Linked DNA regions of Sus scrofa: all the other regions are linked to region 2. A link is a contact called in public Hi-C and targeted proximity ligation data. All regions are on one chromosome and are shown on one strand. The core of a region is the stretch at or near the end of the contact, and the rest is flanking DNA. Distances in the headings are between cores, read along the strand shown. Region 1 holds the start of GTSE1 (G2 and S phase-expressed protein 1). Region 2 has its middle 16 kb from the start of WNT7B. Region 3 overlaps FBLN1 (fibulin-1).

Evidence for each region. Hi-C and Micro-C count contacts between places; a contact is called where the count stands out from the background.
Region 1: a contact with region 2 is called in a Hi-C map of brain, with 12 times the contacts expected there. A contact is called at or near these places in 15 of 47 Hi-C or Micro-C datasets (brain, embryonic fibroblasts, epiblast stem cells and 10 more) and 1 of 2 datasets of targeted methods (skeletal muscle).
Region 3: a contact with region 2 is called in a targeted proximity ligation map of alveolar macrophages. A contact is called at or near these places in 1 of 47 Hi-C or Micro-C datasets (alveolar macrophages) and 1 of 2 datasets of targeted methods (alveolar macrophages).

Annotation. Positions count from the first base shown.
Region 1 is chr5:3,244,308-3,248,203 of Sscrofa11.1, reverse strand. It overlaps GTSE1 (G2 and S phase-expressed protein 1), which reads left to right and starts at 1,525. Exons shown (of 12, transcript XM_021091376.1): 1 at 1,525-2,013; 2 at 2,467-2,562. The coding sequence starts at 2,544.
Region 2 is chr5:3,503,026-3,507,160 of Sscrofa11.1, reverse strand. No RefSeq gene overlaps it. Among named protein-coding and RNA genes, the nearest start is that of WNT7B, 16 kb to the left of the region's middle.
Region 3 is chr5:3,845,390-3,849,593 of Sscrofa11.1, reverse strand. All of the region lies in intron 16 of FBLN1 (fibulin-1), which reads left to right. Among named protein-coding and RNA genes, the nearest start is that of ATXN10, 49 kb to the right of the region's middle.

The DNA.
Region 1 (3,896 bases), core at 276-2,775, 260 kb after region 2:
TTTTTTTTTCTTTTTTTTTTTGCTTTTTAGGGCCGCACCCGCAGCATATGGAGGTTCCCAGGCTAGGGGTCCAATCAGAGCCACGGCTGCCAGCCTATGCCACAGCCACAGCAATGCCAGATCCAAGCCGAATCTGCAATCTACACCACAGCTCACAGCAACACTGGATCCTTAACCCACTGAGCAAAGCCAGGGATCGAACCTGCAACCTCATGGTTCCTAGTTGGATTCGTTTCCACGGTGCCATGATGGGACCTCCCTCAGTAGGATCTTAAGAGAGGTGCTGTTTCACCTCAGGGGCTAGGGGCACATCCCAAGGGGGAGCCTGCCTTCCCATCCTGAGCTGTCCCCTCCTGCCAGTTCTCAGGACAGAGCCTGCCCACACCCCACCTGTCCTTCCTTCTCCTGGTTCCAAGCAAGATACGACTTGGCCAGGGTATCAGGAACCCTGGTCCCCTCCTCTGGGAAGGCCTCTGTCCCCCCAGTGCAGGCTGGTGCCCCACAGCCCTTGGCACCTGCCCTTGCTATTGCATCTTTCTCGCCGGCTGGACTGCTTGGGGTCAGGGACAGCATATGTGTCCCAGCCTCACCCAGCACAGAGCCTGCACTGACTATCTGTCAGGGACCCATGATGGATACGTGATCCCATGAACAAGTGCAGGAAAACATGAAGCATAATCCAACCAGGCAGGGAGAACTGAGTCTACAGTGGATGGAAAAGAGGAGGCCCAGAGGAGAGATGGATGAAGGTACAGCTCAGAGTTAGCAGCAGCAAGTTATTGATAATTGGGGTACTCACTGAGCACGTCCCACGTGCTGATATGATGCAGGGGGAGGAGCATCGGGAGTGGGTGTCTGGGGGCCTTCACCCCAGCAGATGCCCACAGGGTCGTAGGAATCCGACATCTAGGCTAACTGCCCTTGGGTCTAGTACCTTCTGGGTCCCTGCTGCAGTGGCCCTGTGGTCACGACCAGGCAGGCCTGGGCCTTGGGATCATGGATTGAGTCCAGGTTCTGGCAGGCAGGGAGAAGCCTGGAGTGAAGGCAGCCTGCCTGAAGCTGAGCAGGACCCCAGAGGGGCCAGCAGGGGACAATCTGACCTGGCACCCTCCTTCAAGCCCCTCTCTCTGTCTAGGCCCGAAGTCAGGACTCCTGTCAGGGCTCCTGGACGTCCCTACTCCTGGAGCCAATAAATACTCTTTCTAAAGCCAACTTGAAGCTGATTTTCTATTACTTGTAACCCGAGAGCTCTGGACCAAGACCTGCCGCTGGGATTTATACCTGGGTCTGTCTGGCCCCCTCTCTCTTCTCCAGTTAAGCAGGGTCCTGAGCAAAAGATGATGAAACTCAGAAGGGAGCCCATGGACAGAGGCCCAGGGAGAATCCAGGAGGACCCAGCACATCAGAATGCAGCGGGGTGGGGGGCGAGGCAAAGAGCAAGGCCCAGGACTGCAGGGGGAGCCCTTGGATAGACTGGTCAAGGATTCAGGACAAGACAAAGCGCGGATGAAGGCCATGTTCAGGGCCTAAACACGTTCTCCGGGTTCAAGGGCACAAACTGGGGTGTCTGGTCACCCGGTGTCACCTGGGCACTCTTCCGGGCAGGGAACCGGTCTCCTTGCTCTGTTAAGAACTTGGTAATGCTTTACAAAGCAGGTGGGAGCACCTATTTCGTTTGGTCTTCACATCAACACCCTACGATAGGAATTTGATTTTTATTTAAGGATGAAGATCTGGTCCTGATGCCTGGTCTTCTGGGACATACGGGGTGCAAGCTCTAAGAGACCTCGCCCCACGTCAGCTCCACCGCAAGCCTGGGACGAACCTCAGGCACGATCAGCGCGCCGATGCAGTGCGCATGCGTCCTGTGCCCGCCTCCCAGGGCTCTGACTACAACCCCCAGCATGCACCGGGCGCCGAGACCTTTCAAACTAGCCAATCCTCAGCCCGCGCCGCAGTTGCCGCGGCGCGTTTAAACCCGGGGCGGAGGCGCGTCGGCCGGGACCGCTCCGGGTGAGGGGGCGCGGGGGCGCGGGCGAGGCCCGGGGCGCAGGTCGGGGGACGTCGAGCGGGGGGCTCATGTGGCGGGGATCCCAGGCTCCCCTCGCGCGCTCCGTCGGGGCTGCAGCGAGTACGGAGCCGCCCCGGGGGCAAACCGCAGCCCCCAGCAGTCGGCCTGGGGGCTGGAATTCGGTCGTGCGGGTCCGGGGCGTTCAGGCCTGCCTCGGCCGGCGCCGCGCCGGAGCACCCGGCGTGGAGGCGCGCGGGCGCTGGGGTGCGTCCCGGAGGGTCTCGGGCTGCGCCTGAGGTGGCCTCTGCCGCCCCCGCTCCCTGGCCCGCCGCGGCCGCCAGCTCAGCTCCCTCCGCGCGGCCCGTGCTGCTCGTGCTGCAGGGCTTCTCTGGGGCTGGAGGAAGCCGGGGCTCGGCTCTGCCACCCGCTCACCCTCTGGCCCGCTCGTCCCGCAGTGACTTCTGACAGCTCTCGCCGCGGCGGGAGGAGCCGGCAGCGACGCGCCTTCGGCCAGCCAGGCCCAGCGGCGGCGATGGAGGTTCCCGAGGACGGTACGTTTTGTGACTGCAGCGCTGTTGTTCGGGGAGCTCGGGGGAGATGCAGGTCGGTTTAACGCTCTTGGGACAACTTACTCGTTTATTCATTCAGTGCTCGTCCTGTGCTCTGCACCCCTGCGATTCCTGCTCCCTGCCTTCAAGGAGTTTGCATCCGTCTACTTTTTTTTTTTTTTGGCCCTGCCCGTAGCATGTGGAAGTTCCTGGCTCAGGGCTCCAGACCCCAGCCGCAGGAGTGACAATGAGGGATCCTTAACCCCTAGGCCACAAGGGAAATCCCGTCCAACGTCTTTATTTTCCGGTTTTCTACATTCCCTTTGCTCCCAGTTTCAGCTTCATAGCCGAGATTCTTTGCGATTTTATTCACCGCAGGATCCTCAGTGCCTGGCCCGTGGTGGGTCCTCAGCTGTATTTGTGGACTTGAATTTGATGTTGCCTTTTCGCGCTCCTGCTGGTTCCCTTTTCGAAGACTTGCTTAGGATCGCCGTCGCTGCCTTAGGGAGAGAGCCTGGCCTGTGGCTCTGCTGTCTTGTTCTGTCCCTGTCTGATTTGAGTGTGGCGGTCAGAGCACAGCCTCACCAAAGGAGTTAAGGACCGTACCCTCTTTCTCTGCTGAAGGGCGGGGACATCCTTCTAGCCTTTGTTCTTCGCAGCATTCCCCCCCCCCCCCCCGGCGTGTAGACTGGGTATCCCAGCATCCTTAATGCCTCCATTTTGCAGAAACCCCCCCAGAGGCCGCCAGCCATCGGCGCTGCTTCATCAGATCTAGAACGGTCTTTGCTGCCACATCCCTCTCCTTCCGCTGCCCTCTCTGGCCCCTCCGCCTGGCATGCTGAATCCCCTTGGGGACCCCAGCCTCTCTCACCCTCCCTTTGCATCCTGACTTTTTTGCCTGTCCATCAGCGCAGGCCCATCCCTGACACATGGATGGGTCCTGTTATCTGACTTGTCCCCGTAGTCTCTGCTCCCTCTCCACTGCTCTGTGCCTCATTCAGAGCCAGGCTTCAAGAAGGTTCTCTGTTTCCCCGTGTTTTCCCATCCTCAGCCCCCACAGCTTCCTCCGCCCCCGTCCTCTGGGAAAGCTGCCTTGTCAGTGCCTGAGGACAGCCGGCTTGTCATTTTTCAACGTCTCATTACCTCTTGACCTTCTCGCCTTCTGGAAGCGTCCCTTGCTTGCCTTCTGAGGCGTCTTGCTTTTCCTCCGGCCTCCCTGGCTGGTGTATCCATCACTGTGCCCTTCTCCGGCTCTCCCAGCTTCTGAAGCTGATTCCGCAGGACCTGGTTGGGGGTCTCTCTGTATTCCACCCCCCACCCCCAGGTCCTCAGTGGTG
Region 2 (4,135 bases), core at 1,396-3,895:
TCCACCTGAGCTTCACCTGGGGCCCCTTGGCTCTGTGCTGGAGGGAAGGGGTCTCCCCTCTGGGGCGGGTGGAGAGGTGGGAGGCCCTGAGCCCTGAAGGCGACCCCAGCCCGCCTGCCCCCAGGGCGCCCTGGCCGAGGACGGCCTGGCCTGGGGACAGAAGTGAGCAGGAGGAAATGGGTTCCTGGGGTCGGAGGCCTGGGGACATCTCCCTCCCTGGCCTCGGGGTCCCATCGGTGCTGTGGGGACGGTAACAACATCCGGGAGAAGTCAGAGGTCTCCGCCCTTCCCCCACCCCGCCCACTGTGCTCCCCGCCCTTGTCGTCCAGGACTCACGTGGCCAGGTCTCTGAACCCAGGCAGCCCCCGGTCCCCCCAGTTCTGGGTGCCTCCTGAGTCCCGACCACCCCCAGCAGTTCCACCAGAGGGCGCTTTGCGACCAGGAAAGGATGCGGCCGTGGTACCCGCGGTGCGGAAGGACACTGGAGGGAGAGACACATGGAGGCCTGTGACCCCGGCAGGTCCCCCCGAAGGGGACCTGGGGGGCTGCGGGGAGGATGCTTGAGAGCCTGGGGAGGGCTTGGGTGCATCACCCCAGGCGGGGAGACCTAGGCCCGACGGCCCCGGGGAGAGATGAGGAAAGGATTTGGGTCTAGGGTCCCCAGGGGCCTCAGAGGCCACTTACGGCCCCAGAATTGCCCTCTGGGCGGTTGGGGGTGGGGGCACAGAACGGGCCACAGCAGAGGCCAGCCCAGGCCAGGGGCTGGGTAGGCGTGGTGGGCGGGTCACCCTTGTGCTTTTCCATTCTCGCCTGGTGGACGGCGGAGTTTCCATTTGCCGCCGAGGGACCGGCTGCTGTGGCCGTGGGCGTGGGCCTCGGCCCTGCCCTCTGTGTCCTGGGAAACGCCCCGCAGGGGGCCTGCAGGTCACAGACCATGCCTGGCTTTGAGGACACCAAACTGCTGTCCACAGCGACCAGTAAGGTCACCCCATCGCCAGGGCCCCAGTCTCTCCTCTCCTGCTATTTTCCCTTCGGCTTTATTATTATGATTCCTTTAGCCTCCTGGTGGCCTGACGGGGTGTCTCACGCTTCACGTCTTTTGATGGCGAATATACACTGAGCTCTGCCTTTGAGGAGTTCAGCGTCGGGGGAGACAGCCCAGAGCCAACCTACACCCCCGGTGTCAAGGGCAGCCACAGAGGCAGCGGGTAGGGAGAAACTGGTACCTCCAGGAAGCTTCCAGAGGCATGAGGGCCAGGGTGAGCTGGCCAGCAGAGCAGGTGCGGGGTCTAACGTGCTCCAGAGTGGGGGGGCGCCCAGGCAGGGTGGCCCCCCCAGACACTCACACAGAGACACGTCCACACACACAAACTCAGACACTCAGAGACACACACGGAAACACACAAACACAGACACACAAACTCAGACACTCAGAGACACACTCACACGGAAACAAACACAGACATACTCAGACACACACACAAGCTCAGATACACACTCAGACATAGACACACAGAGACACACACTCGGACACACCCAGAGACACACACACACACACACCCACTCACTCTCTGAGGACTGGGGACTGTGCTGTGTCCCAGCTCACTCACTCAGCCGTCCTATGTAGCCACATCATGAGGCCGTCTAGGTACCAGCGTCCCCACTGAAAGTTTTGGAGCTACAGGAATAAGCAGAAACGTAGCACCTTTCCCTTGGCAAAAAAAACCCAAACATGAAGCCAAATCTGGCAGGAGACAAACGCCAGGGGAGCTGCACACACCGCCCCGTGCAGGTGGGAGGCAAAGTCTCAGAGCCAGAGAGTCCCGGGGGGCTTCCCGAGGCAGCGCCTCCCGCCAAGTGAGCCAGGACCCTGGGGAGCCGTGTGGCTGGGCCTGGGCGGGTGCTGAGGCCTGGGGACCGCAGGCAGGGGGCTGAGCCTGGGGGCCTGGGGGGTGGTCTGTGCACGGAGCTGGGCTCAGGAGGGGCAGCTCCGCTCTCTGAACCCTGAGTCTCTGGCTCTCGGCTCCTCCCATCGGCTCAGTGGCAGCCTCCTGGCCCGCAGGCCTCGTGGCTGGGCCGGGTCCTGTTGGGGAGCCAGGCCTGGGGTCCCAGAGGCGGGGGGCCATCAGTGGCTTTGACCTCCACCCATCACTGGCATGCCCTGCCCCCAGCTGCCAGGGCCCCGACCCCAGAGAGAGCAGAGGGGTCTGTGGGCTGGCCCCCAGGTATCCACCTGGAGAGCTGTCGCCTACGGCCCAGGCTAGGACACAGCGGGGCTCCTGCGGTGGCCCTGCCTTCCTGCAGGGGTTGGTTCCAGGGCTGGGAAACCACGGAGATGAGAGCATAGGGGTACGGCTTCACAGAGGCGCACAGACAGGGGGTCAGGGGCTGGGGGATGCGAGAGCAGAGCCCGGAGCAAGTGGGGTGGGGGGCTCTGGGGAGCTCGTCCACGGTCCCACTGGATCCAGCAGGGACCCCATCAGGCAGGTCCCAGCACAGGTTCAAGCCTGTTGGGGCGGGCGGACAGCAGGTGAACCCCCGACAGAGTAGCCGCCGTGGAAGGCCGCCGGCGCTGAGACCAGGAGGAAGCGGCCTTGCAGGGGCCTGGAAGCAAGCGGCCGGCAGAGGGCACAGCCAGTGCCAAGGCCCGGCAGTAGGCAGCCGCTGTGCAGGGCCGAGGGCAAGGGCGGCAGGAGAGGGCAGGCAGGAGGCTGAGATCCTCTGACGTCCCCCACCCCACCTCCCAGGCAGGGGCCAAGGGCCTCTTGTCATTTTAAGGCTGAAAGGAATCAGTCTGTTTCAGCTGGAGGCACCTCCTCTGGGAATCTGGCGCCTAAATCACAGCGGCTGGCGGCGGGTTCATTCCAGGACACGCTCTCTTCTGAGTTCCGGCTTCCTGTGTGGCTGAGATGGGGGGGGGGGGGTCTGGCCCGGGGCCACCCTTCCCCACGCCAGCGCATTGTCTGCCCCGCGGCCGGCCGGAAGCGGCTCCTGCCCAGGCGGGCGGGGCCTTGGGGACCGTGAACCCGGCTCCACAGCTGCGCAGAGGCCGCCCAGGCCCCCGCACACCCGCCTCCGCCTCCACCCACGGCTCACAGCCCTGGATGGTGGGATTGGGAGAGGGCAAGCCACCAGCCCCCAGCCCTGCCCCAGGGCCACCCCGATCCTAAAGCGAGGGGGCTGGAGCCCCCCAGGCTGGGGCCCCCTCCCTGTCCTTCTGGCCACTCAGCTGTCCCCATAATCACCTCTTCAACCAGCTGGGGAGTGACAACCCCACTGCCTGGTCCCCTCTCAGCCTGGACAGAGGGGAGAAAGCTAAGATCCCACCGACAAGTGAGATGACTCCAAGGTGGCCACAGCCCCCCCACCCCACCCTGGAGGAGAATGGTCCAGTTCTCAGGTACCCAGCCCTGGGCCCAAGGGACCTTGGACCTTAGACACCAAGCGCAGGGGCTGGTGGGTGGGCCAGTGCAGAGGTCAGACCTGGGAACGCGTAGTGTCCCCTGGTCCCCATGGCACGCACCCTGGGCTGCAGCTGCAAGGGCCGAGAGGCCCCCTCCTCCAGGCAGCCTCTCCTGATGCACCTCTTTCCCCCCAAGGCTCTCACAGCCCCCAGACTTTTTCCATCATCCTGCCTCTTGCCTAGACTGACTTCCTTGGGACAGAAGCCTGGGGTGCCTGCAGGGCACTGTCTCTGAAAAGAGGCGAAAGCTTAGCAGTGGGGGTGCGTGGGTACTTTTGCTATGCGCTTCCTGCCTTCTGCACTCAGAAGCCTGGGGACCAGGCCAAGAATCAGATCAGGAGGAGAAACAGAAGTGACACCGGCCGCCGCCCCTGTGCTGCGTGCTGGGTCTTCCATCCTGCAGCCTCTGATGATGCTCTGACCTCCAAGGCAACAAGCCCATGGGTGGAGGGGCAGCCTTGACACCGCCCATGAGAGGGGAGCCTTGACACCGCCATGAGATGAGGAGCAGGGATTTGGGCCCAAGCCAAGGGCGTGAGCATCCCAGGCCCTGCTGGCCTGTTTCCCAAGGACAGAATTCCATATCATTGAGGGGTGGGGACATCTAAAGGGCTGTGGGGCTGAGAAGCCCAAAGGAGGGAATCAGGGGTCACTTGCCCAGAAGGGATTGGG
Region 3 (4,204 bases), core at 129-2,628, 340 kb before region 2:
GGGGGTGGGGAGCGCGGCTCGGAGCCTGGAGAGCCGTTTCGGGTCTTCCGTCCTCAATCAGGCCAGGCTGCCCACACCCGTGCCCATCCTGCCCTCCCGTGGTCTCGGCTCATCTTGGGGGGCCTTCGAGGGGTTCGGCGGGGCTGGAGCAGGGGCAGTGCTGAGAAATCAGCCTGGACGGGGGGCAGGGCCTCATCAAGGTGTGCCTCACCTCCTGGGCGAGAAAAGTTCCAGGCGGCACCACTAGGTGACCCCCAGGGGACTTGCTTCTAGGGGGCTGGCTCCGGCCAGGGTGGGAGGGGGGCCTGGGGTGAGGACGAAGGTGTTGGGAGCGTTCAGGTGGAAAGACAGGCCGGAACTGAGGCAGGTGGGGTTGCGGGTGGAGCAGTGGAGTGAGTCAGCCTTGGCAGGGGTGGAGCAGGAGGCTGGTTGCCCGTGGCCTTGGACTCCAAGCACCGGACTGGGGGCCTGGGAGAAGGGCAGTAGGTTTGGGGGACGAGGATGGGGGGTCCAGTTGCCCATCTGGGGGCATCTGGAGAGATGTGAGTGGCTAGGGAGGTGGGGGCAGGGGGTGGGACCCCAGCAGGTGGGTGAGTGCGCCCGTCGGGGCAGGAGGACACACAGGAAGAGGAAAGGATTTCTCACCCTTCCTGTCACATTGTCAGCCACCTTGGCAAAAGCAGGTGCATCAGAGGGCAGCCCCCTCCCAGACAACCGCCCAGGCCTCTCTTCCCCTGGCCAGCCTGGCGGAAGGGGCAGTGGCCAGAATCTGGGTCAGGGAGATGCTGTGCTGCTTGCTGGTCCCTGACCTGGAGAACTCAGCTCCCCGCCACAGCCTCCTTTGCCCCTCCAGGGACCTGGGGGACGAGGCCCCGTGGCGGGGGGCTGAGACGAGGGGGAAGGAGACAGCAGTGGGCCTGGGACTGACGAGGCGCTGTGGGCATGTCATTATCGCGTGAGGGAGGCGTGGGAAAGGCCTGTGCAGAGCTGACGTTTCTTTCCACGTTCCTCCCCAAGGGAGAGGTGGCACCGGGGTGATGCTTAGGTACCGGCAGCTGTCCCGTTCACACTGTCTGGTGTGGCTCAGGGGGCACCCGCGGGGGAGCGCATGTGTCGTAATGAAGAAATCAGGCTGCGTTCTGCCGGGTTCTGCACTTGGTATTTGAAGTAGTCCAGACACCTGCCCCCTTTCCCTCGAGCTCCTGCCTGGTGTTTTTTCAGGGCAAGAGGAGAAGAAGGGCTTTCAGAAATCCCTTTCCTTCACCGCCAGTTACTGAGGTGATGAGCCTGCGCTTCCCTTCTGCTGTTGTGGTCCCCTCGATGACTCAGCCACGGGCAGTACGTTCTGGGAGTTTCCCCAGACACGTCACACTGGGATGGAGAGGGCTGGGCTCAGGGTCAGTCCCCTCCGGGTGGAAGCCACGCCCAGCCCAGGAGCTGCAGGGACTGGGACATGCTGCCTCCGGAGCCTCGTTCTGCTCCACAGTGAAAGGCAGGCACTCACCTTCCCTCCAGAGGAGGCCGGGCAGACGGAGGGCGCAGTGGGCACATGGGGCCCATTAAGTTCCATGCTCTACCCAGCTGTGGACTCTTCCCAGCCCATCAGTAACACCAGGACTTTGCTTGAGAAGCACGGGCAGCCTTTCTCTGTATTCTTGGTGGTTCCTCTTTGCCTTTGGTCTATGCCAATTTTTTTTTTTTTTTTGGCCACACCCACGGCATATGGAAGTTCCTGGCCCAGAGATTGAATCTGAGCCACAGCTGCAGCAAAGCTGGATTCTCTAACCCACTGCGCCAGGCCAGGGATCCTACTGGGGTCTCCACAGCGACCTGAGCCACCGCAGTCAGATTCTTAACCCACTGCGCCTCGGCGGTAACTCCTGGTCTGTGCTTATAATCTAGCCTGCAGAGCTCACTACTCTAGCAAGGAAAATTGAGTGGGATCCGGGTGATGCTTTGCTGCTTTCCACCACATTAGTGTCTGGCGAGACCTCGTGGGCCTCCTCTGAGCTCCCAGGTTCTCTGTTCCAGCACCTTATCCCCACAGGCCCACACGTGACCCCGCCTCTCGCGCCTGGCTCTGTGTGGGGGCCGCCAGGGCCAGACAGTGCGGCCTGGCTCTCATGGGTCCCCCTTCTCCTCCCACGTGGTCAGCACCTGGACGCCCCATGACCTTTGGCTGTTGTCCATCCCTTCCCAGCGCCTGCATTTCTGGGTGATAATTTTCAGCTTTATACCTTGCGCTTCATGCTTTGAGCTTTAGTTCATTCGTTCACTCAGCAACTGTTGCTTGAGCGCCTTCTGTGTGTCAGGTACACAGTAGGACCGAGGACCTGCTATGGCCCAAGAACCAGAGACACAAGAGGGACCAGGAAAGACAGTGCCGTTGGCCTCTGGCCGCACATGGCCGTGGGAAGACTGCGATGACCAGGAAGACAAATGACCTGTAGCTTTCTCACCCACCCCTGGCTTTTCTAACTCGCTTAATCTCTGCCTTTGGAAGAGCACGGTTAATTTCCCCGGGCATGAGGCGGTGTGCCGTCTCTGGATCATCTTTTTGTTACGCTGCTCCTTGACAACGCTGCTCACGCCATGACACCTGGTCATTTAGAATCACGGGATCGCGACGTCCGTCGGAGGCTGAACGTCAGAAGGACGGTGATGTGCACAAGGTCGCACGGCTGGTCGGTGAGGAGCCAGCAGAGGAGCCCACGCCGTGACTCCAGGTCTCTTTAACAGCAGGGTCGCACGGCAGACATAGACGACGCATGCGCTCACACCCACAGCTGATCTTCCTCCTCCAACATCAAAAGCTGGGGACTGGCGTCAGGGGCCCAGAATCCAAGCCCCAGACCCCCACGAGGGGACGGAGGGCTCTCGCGGGGCCTCCCGTGCTCTGTGTTCAGGCCCCTGCCTCCCCGGCACATGGGCTGCAATTTACAAAGCAGAGTCAAGACATGAAGGTGAAGTGCCCGAGGGGACCTACATTTTTCAAAGGAAAAAAAAAGGCTTAATTATATCTTTAAGAGGCACAGACACGCCGCGGAATACCAGCAGTGTCTGAGACCCGGAGCAGAAATGCCAGGATGAGGGCTTGGAAGATTAACACAGCTGAATTCAGCATCATGGCCCTTTTTTTTTTTTTCCCCTCCTGGGGCTCTTGAAAGCTGGGGAGGTAAACTAGGCGGGCGCAAGGGAAACGCCCCTCTCCCTTTGTGCTGCGTTTTGCTGCAGGACGTCCTTCTGCATAAAGCTGCTCCCGCCAGGGACCTTCAAGGGGCCCCTTCCCTTTAGGACAAAGCCTTGTCTTCCTTCCTAGATTGTGGGCTTCTGAGGACGTATGTCCCTTCCTGCCTCTCTCCCTCTTCTCTCTCTCTCCTTTCTTCCTCTGCCTGCATCGCACTCAATAATTGTCATGGTGCTGCTGAGGTGTCTTGCCCTCGGCTCGCTGCTGGGAACAGTGGGACAGAGGTGAACACAATGCAGATTCTGCCCCTGAAGGGGGAGCCGGCCTAAGGTTCCCTGCCGTAGGGAGATGCAGTGGTACAACCAAGGGTACCACGTACCAAGTGACACAGAGTAGGGCCGCAGAGGCTTCATGAAAGAGGCAGTCTGGGGAGTTCCCTGGTGGCCTAGGGGTTAAGGACCCAGCATTGTTACTGCTGTGGCACGGGTTTGGTCCCTCGCCTGGGAACTTCTGCATGCAGCAGGCATAGCTTTAAAAAGGAGAAAGAGGCGGTCTAGCTGGTCCCCAGTGCCTGGCACATAGCAGATGCCAAGTCCACATCTGTAGAATCAAGGGATGATGGAACTGGGCCCCTGGAGGAGGTCCAGTTTCTAGTATTTGTGGTGCCACATATGGACAGCGAGGGTTTCTCTTCTCCCTCTCATGTTTGCCTGCACGGAAGCTTGCTGGTGGTTCTGAAAGAACACTGGTCTAGAATCGGTGGTGGGGAGGAAGCCAGGAGGCTGCGGACTGGGATCCCCAATTCTGGGAGCCTGACAAGGTGTGGGGTCCCTGGAGAAGTCCTTTCCCACCTCCTCGGCCTCATCGGCCTGCCTTTCCCCAAGATTTACACTGTTTCCAGAACTGGCCTGAATCTTGGCACTTTGCACGTGTCCTAGCTGCCTCCTTAGGTCCTACTTAGTTTTTGAAATATAAAGTCAGCTTCTCTGTGGAATCCCCCTTAAACCTCCTCCATGC